Regions from separate parts of the Zea mays genome. Here all the other regions are linked to region 1. The links are chromatin contacts, called in public Hi-C maps. All regions are on one chromosome and are shown on one strand. Each heading gives the region's core, a stretch centred on a gene start, on an enhancer-like site or on the middle of the called end of the contact. The rest is flanking DNA. Distances are from core to core; before and after follow the strand shown.

Evidence for each region. A called contact is a pair of places that touch in the nucleus more often than the background predicts.
Region 2: a Hi-C map of leaf shows a contact between it and region 1, with 9 times the contacts expected there. The contact joins the promoter of LOC103627257 here to the promoter of LOC103627260 in region 1. A contact is called at or near these places in 5 of 25 Hi-C or Micro-C datasets (ear, endosperm, leaf and 2 more).
Region 3: a Hi-C map of bundle sheath shows a contact between it and region 1, with 4 times the contacts expected there. The contact joins the promoter of LOC100280896 here to the promoter of LOC103627260 in region 1. A contact is called at or near these places in 2 of 25 Hi-C or Micro-C datasets (bundle sheath and endosperm).

Annotation. Positions count from the first base shown.
Region 1 is chr5:174,178,532-174,182,032 of Zm-B73-REFERENCE-NAM-5.0, forward strand. It overlaps LOC103627260 (Transducin/WD40 repeat-like superfamily protein), which reads left to right and starts at 1,846. Exons shown (of 9, transcript XM_008647547.4): 1 at 1,846-2,174.
Region 2 is chr5:173,753,851-173,757,351 of Zm-B73-REFERENCE-NAM-5.0, forward strand. LOC103627257 (RING-H2 finger protein ATL72) reads right to left here and starts at 1,866. Exons shown (of 1, transcript XM_008647543.4): 1 at 1-1,866. The coding sequence starts at 30.
Region 3 is chr5:173,885,834-173,889,334 of Zm-B73-REFERENCE-NAM-5.0, forward strand. LOC100280896 (U-box domain containing protein) reads right to left here and starts at 1,902. Exons shown (of 1, transcript NM_001153816.2): 1 at 259-1,902. The coding sequence starts at 1,766. The coding sequence ends at 477.

The DNA of each region.
Region 1 (3,501 bases), core at 596-3,095:
AACCAACGCCAAGCATGAATCCATGTTTCTTACTTGAAACCCCAAACAAACACCATGAGCAGGAGGCACTTGCGTTGGTGTCACTCATCGATGACGAGAAGAAGCTTGGCGACTGTCAGTCGACCTCTAGAAGCAGTCCTACGTGGTCGCATGCGCCGCTATGTACGACAAGCTCCCGCGAAGCCGTCGCTTGGACACGGTCCAGAGCAGCTGCAACGCGCTGTCTATCGTTAAGCAGGGGGGCCTCATGGTTGTCGCCAACGTCAACGACTCTTGGGTTGTTGTGGACACCGCATCCGACAACGACGCCATCACGCCGTCCAGCTCATCGTCCACCTGAAGCCCAACCTGCCACGTAAGTCGCTACTGACCGGACATGAATTTTTGTGCGCTGGGACGATGGACGTTGCTGACGTTGTGTGAGTGTCATCAAACATGATGTATGTAGTGGAGTAGCGCATCCGGTGGTGCAACGGCCAGGGGTACTACCTCGCTGATGAGCCCGGGGTGCACTTCGTTTGGCAGCCCAACCAAGAGTCATCGGTACTCGTCATGTCGCGCGCGTTCGACGACTACTATATCGAGGATTGTGGCGTCATCTTGGCGCCAGAGGTGACGCAGAGGAGGATCGACAACAGTGACCAGTTCGTCATCCTCGCCACCGTCAGGGTAGCTTTTGTGCCGACCTGCCTTTAATTCTCTTCGCAAACACACTTACCTTTATGTTTAAGCAATAGCGTATGGTGGTGCGTGTCTGATACTAACGATGTACGAGGAAATTTCTTCCGGCATGTGTGGAACGTGCTCTCTAATGATGAGACCATACAAATCGTGGTATATATCGAAGTCTGTATGATACTTATGGTTGCCATGTAATAGTGAAACAACTAGATTAAAATAACAAAATTTATGTATGGCTAGGATCACAAATTGATTATTAAACATTTTCTCATAACAATATAACACACATTTTGTATATAAGTTATCGTAGTATACTGGTATTATATATTCCCGTTGCAACGCACGGGCACTTAGCTAGTTATATATATAATCTTAAAGATCTTCTGTATTTTTAAGCTCTTAAAATGAAATAGTGCCTGGGCTGTCACGAGCACTATTAGGTGTTAGTGTTGTATAATGCCCGCACGACACAATTAGACACTATAGTGTAGTGCCTAGGCTGCTGGTTAGGTATTAGTGCCGGCACAGCATGATACGACACAATTACTAATAGTGCCTAATAGTACCGTGCTGGACGATCTATTTGGCCATCTATAGCGCTGGCCGCTGGTGATGCTATGCCGGCCAGGCTGCTAGTCGAGGTGCGGTGACGTCGACATTCTCTACCCGTTCAGTATCATGCCGCCATCTACCACTCTCATATTAGCGTCTGACCGTTCGTATAGGCTATATGCTAGTACATATAAAGGACACGGATTAATAACACAAATGAATTATTTACCGTATGCCGATCCCATTAGAACTGGACAGGGTCCAAGAAAAAACATTTTTTTCATTACCGCACTTCGTTAGATATTCATGATTCATCAAGTCGATAATTCACGTGCAAGTGAGACGATCCTGGCCGTCGAAATTACTTTAGGAGCGGACGGCCACCCCAGAGCCACCACCGTGACTTGAAACTGTAACTGACGCGGTGTGAGTGTGTGACGGCGTAAGAAACAGCTGCTCGCCAACGTCACGCGGTGTGTACCGTTCCACATGGAAAGAGAGAGGCCTTGTATGTATTCGGTGAGGAAAACGCAAGAGAAACCCACCATGGAACGTTCACGGGCCGGCACGGAAGGCTCGAACAGAAAAGAAGGCTAGCAGCAGCAAGTCCACGTGGACGAAATATGACCGGGCCCACCTGTCAGTTAACCCCATCGAGGAGAGAACCCGACCAGTACGAGGAAAGAGGGAGAAAGACCCCCGATCCGGCCGGCGGCGCACGAGATATAAAAACAGACGGCCAGGGTCGGCTCCTTCGGTGGGAAGGGCAGACGAAGCCATTCAATCCGGGACCGGGGAGCGTCGCGCTCGCACACCAGTGACCAGTGACAGAGGGTCGGTTTTCTGGAGGCACTTGCTGGTCCCGGCGATCGACGACGGAGCAGAATTCTTCTCCGATCGGCTGCCCGGGCGGGAGGGTCCCTCTGTTCGGCGATCTGCGGGTAAGTGCTGCGCGCTTTTGATTTCGTCGTGGTTATGCTCTGATCCCGTGCGGCGTGGTGGGGATGGGATGCCATGGGATCGGCCCCGGGCTCTCTCTCTCCCGTTCCTCTTTCCCTACGGGGCGCGTGCTCGAATTCTGTCCCGATCTCAATGGAACAGTGCGGTGCAGTGCAGTGCAGTACGCCATGGAATTCTCGCAACGGGTTGGGGGAGTTTTGCGAGCCTATAGTGCACATCTCTTTGTCCTGTCATGGTTTACTTGAACCTGACAGGCGTCTGTTTCGCTGCTCCGCACCTGGAAATTTCTGCCTGTTTCACCGTGTGTTATTTGCGGCCGGAGTTCCCATCTTTCACGTGGCCGTGGACCATGCGAGCTCAGACTGGTGAGCTTCAGCGGGGAGCTGCCTTTGAAGCGCTTCTGCCGAGCGGCGACAGGCCAACGTTGGGAGTGGCGACGGCGGCTCAGAGTGAACTTCGCTCTCTTCCCTCCTTTTTTTTTCCTCGGCTCGTTTTCCTCTCTCTCTCTTTGTCCTCCAGTTGTAAGAACAGAAAAGACGCGGGTGGAGATCCGTGTCTGCCGCGCCGGCGGCGCAGGTTTTTAATGCACGCCCGCGGCCGACCTGCCCCGCCGCGCCCGCGCCCGCGCCCGCGCGCGGCCGTAGTCGTATACAGTCAGTCAGCCGGCGGCGAGGGGCAGGGCACGGCAGAGTGCCAAACTGGTCACTGCTACGCCGCCACACGCCTGCTGCTGTCACCTCGCTGTCGGCCTCTGTCTACTACAGCTATTGGAAAAGGAGGGCAGCTGTCTTTTCTACCGTGCTCCTGGTGCAAGCGCACAGGCAGACCGGCAGGGCAGCAGGGTTGCTACAGCATCTGCTTCGACCTCGCTGTCGGGCTCTGTCTACTACGCCTGCCTTGTCTTGGGATCCCAGTTTGGCGCTGCTCCGCGCCTCCGCTGCTGGTGTCGAGCTCATTCGGATTTGGTGGTCTCATATGCTGATAGCCTGATAGAACAACTTGTAGAGGAGAACAAAATGTTTTGAGCAACACCAATGCAGACCAACACGAAGCTGCAAGTTTTACGAAAAATCTTCTGCTGTATTAGGCTTTGCACAACTCAAACATACAATGCTCCAACGCATGTAGTAGGAGTGCTGCTTTACCTGGACATGCAGCTCAACAACAGACTGGCCTGTTTGGTTGATGACCTGGCCTGAGAGTGCTGACCATGCAGATAGATCCAACTACTAGACACTCAAAATCAATGGCCTAGTTACCTGTCTGGCCCAAGCAAGTTTGCCAAGGTCCCAACCAAACAAGCCCTAT
Region 2 (3,501 bases), core at 616-3,115, 420 kb before region 1:
CCTCCGCGAGTACACGTACCCTTCTTGCATGCCTGCTTTAACTGTGTCTTCACTCGTCAACTTGTGATCCTCTCCTCTGACGCCGACTCTTTCTTCCCAAATCACAATCCCAGGTGAAATCAAATCTGTTCTCTCGTCTACAAAATTCAAGGCCAGCGAGCGCTGTAACTCTAGCTCCGCGACTCGTAAGAGTAAGTTTCAGCCGTGCTGAACTGGAAGCAGTATATATAGGCTAAGGCGGGCAGCAAGATTGCAGCCAACGGTAAGGCTTGGCGTGAACTTGCATAGGTGTCTTTCCCCATCAGCAGTAGCACCCAGGGGAGCCAAGGCAATGGATAGGCCGGCCAGGAGGCACTAGGAAGCTAGCTAGCTGGGTCTGGGCGTGTGAGTGTGTTGTTAACAGTGGTGGCTTTCCGGGAATCAGAGGGGCACTAGCTGGTATAGCACCAGATCTTGTCTGCCTGATCATGGGTGTAAAGCAGGATAAGGGAGGCTTAGCAGCACACATGCAGCAGCAAGAGATGGATTAGAAAAGGGAGATCAGGCACTGAATTATTTGCTAGTGTTGCACTCTTTTTGCAGGCCATGTGGCATGTGGGGGAGGCTGTATCTTTGACCTCTGCCACTCCTTGCCATACCGTGTGGTTCATGGCAACTGAATTATTTGTGAACTTTGGGGGGTCAAACTCTGGTCCAGCCAGCCAACTCAACTCGTGGGCATGGTCTGCCCAAGGGAAAGCATATATGATAGTGAGTTTGACTTCCAAAAATCCGGTTTCTTTCCAGATTGCAATTATTGTACACTCGCAGGTACTAGTAGATTAATTAACATCTTGACTACTATTACTACTGACTAAAACAAATTAAAGCATACATATGATAAATGCAACTCTGTCTGTGACACTAGTGCCTTCTTGTATCACTTATAGGAAACATCCTTCAACTTGATAGACCTTCAACTTGACAAAAAGACGGGAGCTGTGTGTGTGTGTGAGAGAGAGAGAGAAACCATGGTCCAAGAAAGTTGAGTTTGACTAGTATGACAGCTGACAGTAACACTAACACACACCAACCAATCTTGTAGAGAATCGTATCCTCGATCTTGGAGCAATCATGAGGCAGTAACATACCAAGACAATGAAGCATGTGAGCACGATCGATGGTGAAGCTGACAAAGCAACTAATTACCACTCACAAACCACGTCGCATTTTTGCATATGCTGATTGGCTGCTTCTGATCCCTTCCACTTCGAACAGTGAGCAGAGCTCGCAACTCCGACCCACAAGCTTTGCCTGCTTTCGAGGATGCATGGCGCGCCCCAGGTCAGCTGCCTCCAACGATGATTGTCTCGTTAGTTGCATTTCCTGGAATGTCTAATCTTGCTAAACTGCAGGTTCAGAGTCTTATGTTTTCTTTCTGTCTTAGTTTTCTCACGAAAAGATCGTTTTCATATGTGACTGTCTCCACTATCCAGGAAGCAAAAGAATGTTCTGCCACAGGCACACTGGGAGTCTGGGACGATTCTGATTGTTGACAAGTATAAAAGTGAATTAGCCATAAGTGCACCCTTTTTTTTATTCCATCGACTTAAGCTACATGCAATTCAATAGGGTATCACAGGGCCAGAGTTCTCAAGCTTGAATCCTGATGAGCCAAATTAAATTAAATAATTACAGCCGACTTCTATTTCTATGTTTGAGGCCTGAGGGAGGGAACACATGTGGGAAGTATAGGCTAATTCGACACCTCTGTCTCTTTGCGTAAGCTTTGGCTCGATAGCTGAAAAGGCAGCCACGTGCAGAAATCAGAACGTGGATTAAGAAAGGGACGGAAAGCAAAAATAGGCGAATTGACAAGCAGAATGATAACGGACATCCATTCTGGGATAGTGGGACTTCGTTCGCAGAAGTTCATAAGGAACAATAGGATAAGCATAGGGCCTAGCTTTATCAGGTTTCCGCAAAAGCTTATAAGGAACAATGTTTTTCGAAGCGAAAACAAGAAACACAGACTTTTTCTTCTTCTTCTTCTTCTTCTTCTTCAAAAACGCTTAAGATAATGAGATAATTATGCTTAAAGCCTTGTTTAGATGCCCATGTATCTACTTCAACGTATGTGTGTTGTAGTGGTTGGATTAAGGCATATATATGGGTATCCAAGCAGGCTCTAAGCGAGCAAGACGATGGCCACGTTTTGACGAGCTGTTTACTTCCCTGCCTACCCAAATTTGAGTTGCAACAGATTTGTGCAACAACACTGTAGCTTTTTAATCCCAAAAAAAAGCCTGTAACACGTTCTAAAGAAAGGGCAAACCAGATAAGTATGCCCAGTAGCTTACCAGATGCATGTCCCAATGCGATCCATATAATCCTTCAAATATCTCGATAAAAAAAATTATGCACTGATCGTGGCAAATATATGTCTCATGTAGGAGTAGTATATATACACACTTATTATAAAAAAGGTTATCCTTCCAGTATTCTGGCATGGCCAACAGTGCGTAGCAAATGGAGAAGAATGGAAGCGCACCACTGAGTGGATAAGAAGATGGTCCACCACACACTCAAAACTTGATCCAAAATGTAGCGGGGGAGGAAACCAATATTGAATGAAATGAATAATGACTGCCATGAAAGTTTAAACAAAGCATAAAAAAAGGAACCAAAACATCGAAGGACCTTCACTTGCTTGATCTAGCGTTCCCGTACTGCGCAAAGACAGTTCTGTTTTCTACACTTGAACGCGCCGGTTTTTGTATGGATTAAAAAAAACCTGTGTGGGATAAACAAAGTAGGAGAAAAGTTATTCCACTCGTCGATACATCATACATATAGAAGAACCACCTGCTTTTGTTGAGCATTCAAGGTTGAGGCCAGATAGCGATGAATATGATCTTTGGTGCACCCTGAGCTTCTATTCCTATCCGATCGAAAGCAACTTCACCTTTTTTTTTTTCAACCAATGGCATATGAGGATCTCACCGTGGACATATTGTGCGGAGTCAACTATGACTTAGGGGTGCTTGAATACACTGTAGCTAATAGTTAGGATATATTTGAATACACTAGAGATAATAGTTAGTGGCTAAAATTAGCTAAAGACATCTAAACACCCTAACTAATATTTCATCTATTAGCTATTTTTAGTAAATTAGTTGTTAGTTAGCTAGCTAATTCTACTAGTAAATTTTTAACTCTAGTGCATTTAAATACCCTCTTAGTTAGCTACATGACTACACGACTCTAGCTACATGACTCTAGCTTACCCAAAAAAACAACAACAACACTAGCTTATAAAAAACAACAGATACAATCCACCTTTTGTGCCACCAAGATGCTATACACATTTGTGAAAAGGGGAAAACAAAATGACTTGTTTTTGGGTATACACATAAATAAACCTTAAATTTGTTCAAACCCACTTGCTATGCATTTCTGAAAGAAGAGCAAGGCCAGCATTATCGCTAAAATCGAGCAGTGCTCCAGTTTGTTAAGCTTTAT
Region 3 (3,501 bases), core at 652-3,151, 290 kb before region 1:
ATGATAATAAGAAGCATGACAATTCATACAAGAAAATGGATGGTAACAATAAGCAACTCGATAAGAAGAAAGGCAACAAGGGTTATATTTTTGGTGATTGACTCACCAACATTGAATTATCAAGAGGATCATCTTCATATGATAGTGAAGAAGAGGTTGCAACGCTTGTTATTAGGGGCTTCTCTTCCTCCACCACCACTACCTTCATATGATAGTGAAGAAGTTGTCTCGATTGAAGTTTTGAAACGAAGCGAGTGATTTGGCCAACAGAGAAGCTGAATTTGTTTCATCCATTGATTTCTTTCTACCAAAATCCTCTACTCATATACAAGTTTTGTGTTGCTACAAGAGAACTCATTCTTTCTTTTTTTTTTCCCTACTGTATGCACTTCCAACGAATCAAAAAAAATTCGAAACTGGAAAAGGGTAACAGACAAATGCTGGTTCCACTGTTGTATCACCGATAGCAGTGAGGATCAGAAGGGCATGATGTGGCTGGTCTTGGAGTCGTACCCTGCGACGCAGCTCTTGCCGTTGACCCTGAAGATCTTGAGCAGCTCCGACGTCATCTGCCGCACCGCCGGCGAGCAGCCGCTCTGCATGAGCAGCAGCAGCTTGGTGAGCCCGCTCTCGCACGCCGCCGCCGCCGCCACCGCGCGCCGGTCACGGTACCGGTGGCACACCGCCCACAGCACCGACACCGCCGCCTCCGCGCCGGCCATCCCGCCCTTCATCATCTTGGACACCACCACGGGCACCGCCGACCCCGCGGACTCGCAAACCGCGGCGCGGCCCTCGGCGCACCCGACCGCCGCCTCCAGCACGCGGAGCGCCTGGCTCGGGGAACCGGCGTCGGCCTCCAGGATGCGCACCGCGGCGGGCACGGCGCCCAGGCGGACCATCTCGGCGCGGGCCCGCCGCGTCGCCGCGATGGCCGCCAGGCACGACAGCCCCGCCGCCACGGCCTGCCTGTCGAGGCCGCCCTTGTCGTCCGCGGGGCCCACGAGGCGGATGAGCTCGCCGAGCAGCTCCTCGGAGTCCGCCACCGTCGCCCGCGCGCCCGGCGCCGCATTGCGGAGCAGCGACTCCACCAGCCTCGCCGCGTCCACACGCGCCTCGAGCGAGGTGGCGCTCCGCAGCACGCGCGCCAGGGCCGCAGCCGTGGACGGCGCGTCGGCGGCCAGCGCCGCGGCCACGCGCCTCTTGCTCTCCTCCTCGATGCAGTCGGACGCCGCGATGGCCGCGAGCACCCGCACGGCGGCCTCCGCGGGCTCCCTGCCCGCTCGCCGCAGCACGGACGCCACGGTCTCGGCGGCCCCGCCGGCCCGAGCCAGCGCGTTCTTGTCGAACTCGTCCACGTCGTCGTCGGAGAGGAAAGCCGCGAGCTTCCGGAGCGGGGGGCAGGGGTCCGCGGCGGGGTCAGCGACCCGGCGGAGGAGCTCGGCCGCCGCGGCGGCCGGCGTGGGGCCGACGGCGGGCGATGAGGAGGAGGAGGGAGAGGAGGGCGCGGCCGTGGACGCCCAGAGCGCGATGAGGCGGCGCAGGGTGAGGTTGGGGACGAGGTCGGTGGAGGGGAGCGAGAGCATGGTGGCCGGGCACGTGGTGTTTCCGGAGTCGAGCCAGCGCTGGATGGAGGCGCGCTCGTAGGTGACGCCGGTGCAGAGGCTCACGGGCGAGCGCATCACGTCCAGCGAGATGGGGCACCGGAAGAGGCTGGGCACCTTCACCTCCAGGCCCTGGTACTCTGCCGACAGCCGGGTGTTCATCTGGCGCCTTCCGATGGATCGATGCAATCCAAGTGGATTCCCGGCTTACAGTCTGCAATGCAGTGGGCAATGGCGCGGCTGGGGTGTGGGGGGCGGCAGAGAGAAGTGGGAGGAGGCGATGGAACGGAGAAGAAAGTGAAAGCGTTGAGGAAAACAGGGAAGGGGGGCCACTGGTATTAGTAGGCACTAGGCAGTGGTGGTCTTTTGGTTTCACACCCTGTAGTACTGCTCTATTGCGGAAATGGCCCAGCTGGGTGTTGCTGCTACTTTTAGCATGGCTGTTTTCAGACACCAAACTCGGAAATTACTAAGAATTTAAGATGCAGATTACTAGTACGTACTCCTTCCGTTTCTTTTTAGTTGTCGCTGTATAGTTTAATTTTGCACTATCCAGCGACAACTAAAACGAAACGGAGGGAGTATTACTTTTAGAGCTGTAGGTGGGCTTCATGCTGAGACAGACAACAGGAGACCAAAGAAGCGAGTTATAAATTTACCGTCATCTTTTTTTAGGGAACTAAAATGCCACTCTCCACCAAAAATATTACTCTTGAAGGTTGTTAGAAGCTATATATATATATATATATATATATATATATATATATATATATATATATATATATATATAGTCTCCACCAAAAAGACCCTTTGATGCCATGAGTTGGAAGTTTCCCATTGGGATAGAGTTTTTTTTTTTGTTCTCAAATAAAAAAAGACTCAGGGAATGGCAAGCTTGTTAATTAACTTATGTATACTCTTAACAAGTACAGTCACCTAAACCTTGTGCACAAGGATCAACAAATGGTATGAAAGAATTAGGTTTGGTCACGGGTGAGCTAAACAAGTTACTTTGGTCGTTCGTTACAGTACTGTGGAGGAAAACCGGCGAAAGAAAACATGTTAGCATTCCGGACGAATTTCTGCTATGAGCACCACGCCATAGTTCGGTAAAACGTGCCAGAAACACAGGGAAAGTCGCACAGCAAGTCTGAACTGTCACGCCGTGCGAAACCGATGCAACCCTGGGATGCGCAAAAACTCGGACTCCGAGGGTGCGCGATGCAAGGAATGCGGGAAGCTGGCGTGGAAAGGTGTAGCGAGGGTCAAAGGAGGCGAACTGAGATGACGTATGGACCGGGCGCCGCCGCTCCATGCTGCCCCCTGCTTTTTGGTCGTCTCATCTCCAGTTGTTTTTGCGGCCAACTGGCGAGGTCGAGGTGCTCCTTTTTTTTTCCTTTCTAACCTCTGTATCTCCAGGAGATGAGAGCAACCAGTTTATTTATGTTTCTGTATCCCGGTCCGGTCAACAATTTATCTGATGCTGCACTGCATTATCTTGCGCTTCGGCGCTCTGGCGTGTAGTCAAAATAGGCAACCACTATTTTTTTTGTGTGGGGCGGAACACATTGGCGCCGCCGCGAAGCTCTGCAGCACGATCAAATAAAAATGAAGCCTCATTCGCTCGGTGAAGATTGACGACCGGGCTGTCCTGGAGTATATTCTCCAGCTGCCAAGTGCCAACCTGCCCACTGCCAGTCGCACAAACACGCGCGAGACCAGGAGGGCGGGAATTTCTCTGCCGTGGATCGCGTGACGGGACGGCGAATTCGCGGAGAGCTCGCGAGCCAGTCGGCAGCGCTGCACACGCCTTCTGCCACACGCACACGCGTCGGCGCGACGACCGCGCGTAGGCAACCGCCAGCCCAGCTGGTAGCTGGTGCCTGGTAGTTGGAGC